Linked DNA regions of Salmo salar: region 2 is linked to region 1. The links are chromatin contacts, called in public Hi-C maps. All regions are on one chromosome and are shown on one strand. The core of a region is the stretch at or near the end of the contact, and the rest is flanking DNA. Distances in the headings are between cores, read along the strand shown. Region 1 overlaps LOC106581801 (growth factor receptor-bound protein 14). Region 2 holds the start of LOC106581801 (growth factor receptor-bound protein 14).

The links. A called contact is a pair of places that touch in the nucleus more often than the background predicts.
Region 2: a Hi-C map of muscle shows a contact between it and region 1, with 7 times the contacts expected there. The contact joins the promoter of LOC106581801 here to the enhancer-like site in region 1. A contact is called at or near these places in 2 of 3 Hi-C or Micro-C datasets (gill and muscle).

The regions. Positions count from the first base shown.
Region 1 is chrssa21:15,397,523-15,401,677 of Ssal_v3.1, reverse strand. LOC106581801 (growth factor receptor-bound protein 14) reads left to right here. Exons shown (of 14, transcript XM_014164123.2): 7 at 1,335-1,445; 8 at 1,630-1,725; 9 at 1,835-1,894; 10 at 3,103-3,219; 11 at 3,354-3,423; 12 at 4,019-4,106. Among protein-coding and RNA genes, the nearest start is that of LOC106581801, 54 kb to the left of the region's middle. Within about 2 kb of position 2,182, at least 1 of the 13 cell types and tissues checked has an H3K27ac peak or open chromatin away from gene starts, as enhancers often do. A contact at or near this core is called in muscle, where this site is marked.
Region 2 is chrssa21:15,451,643-15,455,797 of Ssal_v3.1, reverse strand. LOC106581801 (growth factor receptor-bound protein 14) reads left to right here and starts at 2,118. Exons shown (of 14, transcript XM_014164123.2): 1 at 2,118-2,238. The coding sequence starts at 2,183. It overlaps cobll1b (cordon-bleu WH2 repeat protein-like 1b), which reads left to right. Exons shown (of 14, transcript XM_014164118.2): 14 at 1,288-1,833. The coding sequence ends at 1,344.

The DNA.
Region 1 (4,155 bases), core at 933-3,432:
TTTTTGCAAAAAGCAAATAGATTTAAGGAGATAATTGAACTTGTTTTTGCTGGCTGCTCTATGGGACCATTTGATAAGTCTGTGTCAATGTGCCAGAGTGGTGTGGTGTACAGTAGGGGACTAGCTAGCTCTTGTCTCCTGGCTACTTTGTGTAACTGGTTGAGCTAGATTTCCCTTAGCTCAGCTGGCATGCCAGTGCCAGGGACTGAGCCCTCAACACCCACCGATGACAGGTGAGGCTTAGACCTACACAGCGCTGTGCCAAGCCAACCACTTCTCCCTCTCCCAAAAACAGAAGACACTAAAACAAAAAGACCTCGGTTTTCTATCTCAAATATAGGTGACGCAATTAGAGAAGTAAGATCTGACTTCATTCTTTTAGTTTGATATGAAGGGATTTATGATGTGTAAATTGGTTTTGGCCCTACACATTGCCAGTCAATCAGTCAACACAAACACAGACAACTATAGCTACCCGTTCTTTACACTGTGCCACAGAAGTGAGAATGTTGTGTCGCAGTCCCACTGAGTTTGAACAATGGTTTACTTTGTGCTTGTCTGCTTGGTAAATCTCTTTTGCCTTGGCTCCCTGACAGTGTTCTTATTGTATAAATAGAGCTCTTATCACTTTGTCACATATTTGGTCCTATGTCAAACACTAGCCACACCTACAGTGTAATGGATAGGGCGGTATTATTTGCTTGACTACCTCGAAGTGTTCCAACCTCGTCCCACCTCTCCATTTTAAGGAGTCTGCAGCAAAAACAACAATCTCTTTTTATTCTGTGATCACAATGGACCAGGTCGATGGGAATCTTTGTCCCAAATGGCGCCCTATTCCCTGTCCAGTGCTCTTGGACTCATAGGGCTCTTGTCAAACGTAGTTTGCTGTCAAGGGAGTAGGGTGCCATTTGTGATGCAGACAAAAACTCCAAGCTACTCCCTCTTTACTATTGTCACAGTGACCAACGTACTACAGACTGGCATTATACCACATGCCTTAACTGCTATCTTTTCCTTACGTTGACCGGCCCACTAAGCTCACACAGAGGTACGTCTGTGTGTACATAATGGCCAAGAAGTATGACATTGCAGTCTTTATTTGCTTAGCATCTGTCTTCACACTGGGCAGCCCTGCATTGTTCACATTTCTACCCTGATCCCTCGCATAGTTAGATTTGTAATGGAACTTGAGTCTACTCTACAGTGGAATGCAAGAACCAACCCCTCGTTGCAATGGCGCATCGTCGGGTGGGGGTGGGGGGGGGTGTTCCGTAAAGGGGACACTGAAAGGCATGTGGAGATTTGAGACATGTCTTGTTTTCTGTTCACAGGAACCAAGACATCTCCAGTTCATCGCCGAGTTCAGTGACGGCGACGTCTACACGTTACTATCAGCGAGAAAGATACACGGAGCGCCTACTGACTATGGCTTCTGTGTCAAGGTACTTATTACTTTCTCTGTCCTATAAACCTATATTTGGTGTTTTCTGTAAAGGTTTTAACATGTTAACTTATTCAAGTCATTCTAACCTTTTTATTTATCCCATCAGGGGCAATTAAGAAAGGGAAGTCAGTTCCAAGTTATGTTTGGTAAACTCATGCTTTCTCTTCATGATGATCCTCCAGTCTACTAAGCGTGGCTCTCCACGGGACCTTAAGCTGTTGTGTGCAGATGACGAGCAAACCAGAACCTGCTGGGTCACTGCCATGCGCCTCTTTAAGGTACAGTCACCATGCTGACCCCCCCCCCCCCATCACATCCAAACTCTGTCTAGTGTCTACACATCTAAAGGCTTGCCTTTTTGAAACGTGCTCATGTTTTGTGTTGCAGTATGGGATGCAGCTGTACCAAAACTTCATTCAACCACACCAGAAACAGAAAACACCTATGGTAAGTGATGTGTAGATACAATGTGCTGATACACTGTTTAACAGCACATGACACATAGTTAGTATTCATCCTGGATTGATTTTCCAGAATATTCTGAAATGTGCATATTCCCCCCTCAAATACGAGTATTCTGTATGAGTAAACACCTGTTCTATTTTGGGCGCTGGAACATGTTCCAGCCTGTCTGCTCTAAAAATAACCATAGATCAGCTGCTCTCAGACTTACTAACTCATCACCCCTGCTTTGCTGTCAGAAGAACGCAAAGAGTGGCCAGGCATGGGGCTGGGACCCTGAGCTCAGCGCTGCATGGGGCTGGGACCCTGAGCTCAGCGCTGCATGGGGCTGGGACCCTGAGCTCAGCGCTGCACAGGGAGGGGCTAGGATGCATCTCAAATGGTGTACTTCTTTTGACCAGGGCCCTATGGGATACCCCATGGTCCCTGGTGAAAAGTAGTGCACTATATAGGGAATAGGGTACCATTAGGGACTGACCCTCTGGGAACAGGCTTGCGGAGGATATTAAGTTAGGGTACAGTCATGTTGCTGCTGAATCTCCTTTACCCCGGCATACAGCTGTTACAGCCTAGAGCACGACGTGCCGTTCAACTACGGACAAAGGATCAAATCACAATAAAACCAATCCAAGGAAAGGAGCAATCAGTTTGTTTGCACAATGATGCCTGGGAGCCCCAGAATGATCTTTGCATCGCCTGAATAGACCCAGGACCGGGGCGGAGAGTCTTAGAAGGATTGGAATGTTTCTATCCTTAGAGTAAACAGTAGTCACTTTGTGACGACTGCCCTTAAGGTTAGGGCTGGTTAGGGCTGATAGAGGGGCAAACCATGGCAATTTTAAAGGCTTCTCACTAATCCTGATAAGTATTTTCTTTTGTGTGTGATTTATTTAGAACCAGTGACTATGACAGCTTAAGGAACCATAATCAATTCTATGTGCCCATGTGTCATTCTATTCCCATCCCCTCTAATCCCCAGTGACTGGAGCACATTCTGCTCGGAATCATTTAGAAATTATACTGTCGAACTTCTGACACTAGATGGCAGCACAATACCACACACGAAAGCATGAATGTGCTTCTCCTATAACTTTTCACTCACTATCTGTATCATTTTTTTCAAACGTTTAAACCCTGTTACACTGTATACTCATAATAATGTATACTACCTCAAACACGATGTATATTTCCAGAGAAGTATCTCCGAGAACTCCTTGGTGGCCATGGACTTCTCAGGACACAAGAGCCGGGTGATCGAGAACCCATCGGAGGCGCTGTCCGTAGCCGTGGAGGAGGGTCTCTCGTGGAGGGTAGGCCATTGGTTCTCTCTCTGACGTCATGTCTCTCTACTCAGCGCGTGTAAGGTATGAAATGATGGTGCAGCCATGTGAAAATAGTCCTAGCATGTGACACTTGAACTGCTCTCCTCTCTCTCTCCCTTTAGAGGAAAAGCTGCCACCGTCTGAGCTCCCATGGAAGCCCATCCACCTCTCAGGGTCCCATGTCAAACATGGGTTAGTAGAAGGCCACTTTCAACATCCAAGCAGCAACTTCCATCGACACCGCCACGTGACTGTCCTGACCAGATACACTGTGCTTAATGACTCAGCCACCAGTGTCCTGTCCTCTCCCTCCCTTTGACACATGGGTCGTATTCATTAGTGCACACCTTAGCAGTACGATTTTGGCGGCAGGTAGCCTAGCGGTTAGAGCGTTCTGGCTGCTATCCGAAAGGTGGCTAGTATCCCCGAGTCGACAAGGTGAAAAGTCTGTCTGTGCCCTTGAGCAAGGCGCTTAACCCTGATTGCTCCAGGGTTGCCGTAGATATTGGCAGAGCCTGGCCCTGACCCCACTCTACAAAGGTGTCTCAAGGAGAGTTGGCATATCCCCCAAAAAACATCTCCATTTCACATATGCATATTAATACACACTTGTACGTGTATGAAATGGGACAAATATAAGCACCCACCAAATGTATTATTTTGCAACGGATAACTGAAACGAGCGTTTCTTATTGGACAAGTTCAGCTAGTCACTCACTGTTTCTGTATGTTTCCTTCCGTTTGGGGCCTAATGAACATCACCATGGTTGTCCTGTGTGTTTTGCAGCTCTCCATATGGCCCAGCCCTGGTTCCACAGCAAACTGTCCAGAGACGAGGCACACCGCTTAATCACTCAACAGGGTCTGATTGATGGGTGAGCAACATCAGGCACTTTTCTATGCGTTTTTTTGACGCCGCAAGCT
Region 2 (4,155 bases), core at 869-3,368, 54 kb before region 1:
TTATCTAATTCAGTGAATTTCTAAACGAGGATAGCGCATCTTCACAGCTCAATGAAAAAGCCAAGTAGTTGCTTTTCCCTTAAAATGCCGAGGCTCAAATGTTGATTGCTTTGATACTTGTGCTGAAGTTCAAAGCATAGGACTACCTTTAAAAATACTTTGCAGTAGAATTGAATCTCTCATCACAAGATGATTTAAGTGATCCATGTTTCACTCAGTGTTATCTTTAAACATTTGGCTACCCTCGGATGAACTCTTCAGTCTGCTGTTTTTCCATGTCCTTTAGGGTCAGCTTTGAAACTTGAATAACACAGGAAAGGGGAGGTGTACTCCTCTCTGAGAATGTATATACAATTTTCTCTCAATGGAATTAGAAAACCACAATGAGCTTTTGTTTCTAGGCTGGGTGTGTGTGTCCCCCCAGTGTGGCCTGGTAAACAATCCTAGCTGCTTATCCCACCTCTTAGACACCTTGACCTATGACACGCCCAACTCCATCAGAGACTGGGCCGGTGTGCCTGCGTGTCAATGATGTGCCTGTCCTTGGGGAGCCACATTTTGTATCTCCTTGTGAATGGCCTGAGCGCACATCTTTTACCATAGTTATTCCTGAAGGACGCTCTGTACCAGGCCTATAGCGTGGTGTACTGGTGGTTGATGTATCTAAAGCAGGTACAGCAGTGTCTTCATTCGAGTTTCTCTGTATTGACTGGCACACTCAGTTCTGAGTCTTGATTGATTGTGTACATTGTGTCTTCTCCGCTGAGCACAGGGCAGTGACAACAGCGATTGGGTGAAGGACAAAGGCTTGGAGCTCCAGGGAGTGGGGGACCCGTGTAGTGTCCCAGCCAATGACATAACTGTTCAGATGGCAGGCCAGAGTGACCCTGGGCGGCGCCTCAGTACGTGTGGAGAGGAGCTGAGAATCAACGGATCAACAGAGACATCTACAGTAAGCACTAGACTGTCACATAACATGGTGTTAAGTGGGGAGGGACTGCGACAGTGTCATAGACTGCCTACTGTAATATGACACTCACTCCCCACTTAACACCATGTTATGCGACAGTCTAGTCCTTACTGTAGATGTCTCTGTTGATCGTTTGCTTCTCAGCTCCTTTCCACACGTACTGAGGCGTTGCTCAGCGTCACTCTGGCCTGCCATCTGAACAGTCATGTCACTGGCTGTCCCCCTCCCTGGAGCTCCAAGCCTTTATCCTTCTCAGACTACATGAATGCATGTATAATTGCGTTAAGTTTCAAGATCCCTCTTCTTTTTTTTTTCAGGAGCCCGATGTCCTGCCTTCGAGTCTGTCAGTGCCCGAGCCCAGGAAAGAGGAATAAAACTTTGTTTGATAGTTTTAAGACCTTGGTTGCTAGTCTTAACAAGCTACACACTGTAGAAGACTACTTTTCTGTTTTGTTATGAGATAAATTACTGTATGTCCTCCACATATCATTTTGATGTTATGAAATAATTGTATGCATTATTCCCAATTTGTGTTTGAAATTTGATTCATATTGGACTTTTCGGCTGTCTTATTTTGCCAACGAATATGTATATTATTAGTTTTAATATTGAGTTGTAATTTTCATTGAGAAAATACAGTAGCCTATTTAGTACTGTCTACCATTTTGAAGAGGTCAATAATTGGACTGACCTGAAAGTGGTACTTATAAATTCCTCAGTCCATTTTTTATTTTATGTTACTCATTTGGTTTTGATAAAGCTGTGCCCGGACATACACTGGTATGTAAAGTATTTCTCTAAACATATAATGCTGTTATGAATTCAAGTTACATTCACAGTATATTAAAGTATTGACAATCAAAGAGTGTATCTCTCTGACAATTTTTTTTCCCGAATGAGTTCGAAACTAATTGCAACAATCATATACACTAGACAATTTTATGTTATTAAAAGTCCAAAAGGTCCATTAACGGAAATTTAAGCATGCTTCAACTACAATGAAACGGGACGAAACAACATCCCATAAAAAGTAAGCAAGTGTAACCTGATACTTCTCTCTACAAGATTGAAAGATGTTTCAGGCCGGATCTCAGTGCCAGACCTCTTTCAGGTAAAACGTCAGGGTTGTGCATGACGTAACGCATAAGTAAATATAAACACCTGTCTAGGGAGAGCGCGTGGACTAGATGAGCAAACACCTCAAGGACAGCGATGAAGACGAGAGAGGAAGCGATATGCAGTAACGGTGCCATTTCAGCGAGCAGCAGGTATTATGTTACAATAAACCATGTTCTAGGGAGCGCTGGCATAGGCTAATTGTTTGAGTTAGACCGATAAAGTGTATAGCTAGCCTACTGTGTAATTAGGTTCATGTCGATGGTTACATGGTGTCCTCGACCTACCCGTTGTGTTTTTTTTTTAGATTTCCTTCGATTATGTTGACTGTCTTATTTCCTGACAAACGTTGTGTGTTCCTGTGCATTGTGCCAGGAAAGGTGAAACACGTGCAGCCTACCTGTCTTGTCTATGTCATAAGAGGCTGAGGTGAAATAATGTAGCCTTAATAAAAGCTGCAATGTCACTTTTTTTTTGGCAACCGGACCAAATGAACATAGAAATGGAGTTATAGATCTGTCATTGTAATTGAAAACAAGTCTAAGAATCTATAGTGTGCAACTGCATCCCGCAATTCGGGCATTCCTGCATGTGGGCATTCCTGCATCCCTTCCACCGCCCAGTATACTATTGTTTCCTTCCCCCCCTTTAGCCTCAAAGTTTTAGTTTTTGCGTCTTTTACTTTCGGTTTTGTACACCAGAGTCAAACAGCTGAAAATAAATTTTACATAACCCAAAATATTGTATATCCCAGCGGTTTAGATGGTACAAGGATTGTCCACACAATGACTGCTTGTTTTGGCACATAAACTAAGTTTAGGCGAACAATTCGAATTTTAGCAACCAGTAAATGGCGGCGCGATTTCTGCATATTACATCTTTAAATGGGAATTGAAAAGTTATGGGAAAATACAACTAAAGGCTGTAACCCTTCATTATACATTCACAATTCAAAACATAATTTCAAAAATGTTCAGCAAAAACGATGAGTTAAAAAAAATAAAATGTATGATGAAGATTACAAACAGGCTACTCTAGCGCTTTATTTCACACAGACTACCGTAAAATGTCACTTCAATACCATACCACTGCCATCTGGCTGTTGTTTGTATGAACTTACCGAGTCATGGCTCGACATTGAAATCCATATGGGCTTGCCTACTTGTCATTATTAGAGCAGAAGGCTATATAGGGTGTAGTCACCTAACCCTCAGTAAAGTAATAACAATAGTATCCTATTATAGCACTTAACTGACCATGACTAAATGTATAAAACATGTATATACAAATGTTAAATTATAATGTATTACTTAAGAAAATGTAAAATATAATAATGATTAAATTGTAGCATCATGCCTTTACTTTTGGTCTTGAAGGTAGTAAGTTCGAAAGAAGCATGATTAAGTTGGTGCATAGCCCTTAGGAATTAAATGATGAAATAAAAAAAAAATGTTGCTTCCAAACCCTGAGTAGGTTTGAAATTCATTGCAGGTTATTGCCTCATATAAAATTCTTCAAGAATGGGTGTGTATTTTTAGTCGTTTGATAAGGAGACCTCTAAAATATCCACTTAGCCTTTGAGTGTATTGCAGGAGATAGGCCCTAAAAGCTCTTCAGCCTAGAGCTTTAGTACACTCAGGGAACAGGGTATGCTGTACAGATTTAGCAAATGTTATCTACACGTTTTCAAGTATTTTCTCCTAGAGTTGCAAAGAGTGTGTGCTCGACAGATGCATGTTAATGTTTCATTATAATGAGCAGCGATATCTCTGAATATACAGTATTGAGAGTGGTTGAGGACACCAGGCAGTCTGAGTGTTTACAAGTGTACTATTGTAGGCTGTAAATTACAGCCTGTAATTTATTATGCTCTTGGGTATTTTGCCTGTCTTTTTGTATGCCTGAGTTCATGCAGTGGAACAAGAGGGCATGTGATCCCTGAAGTGGATCCAGGTGAATATTTTTATTTACTGAGAACATTATTTTTTTTTACAGATGCCAGTTTGCTCAACTGATGGATTTTGCTAATTAAAATAATAATAATTAAACAGACTATCGCTAAATATTTG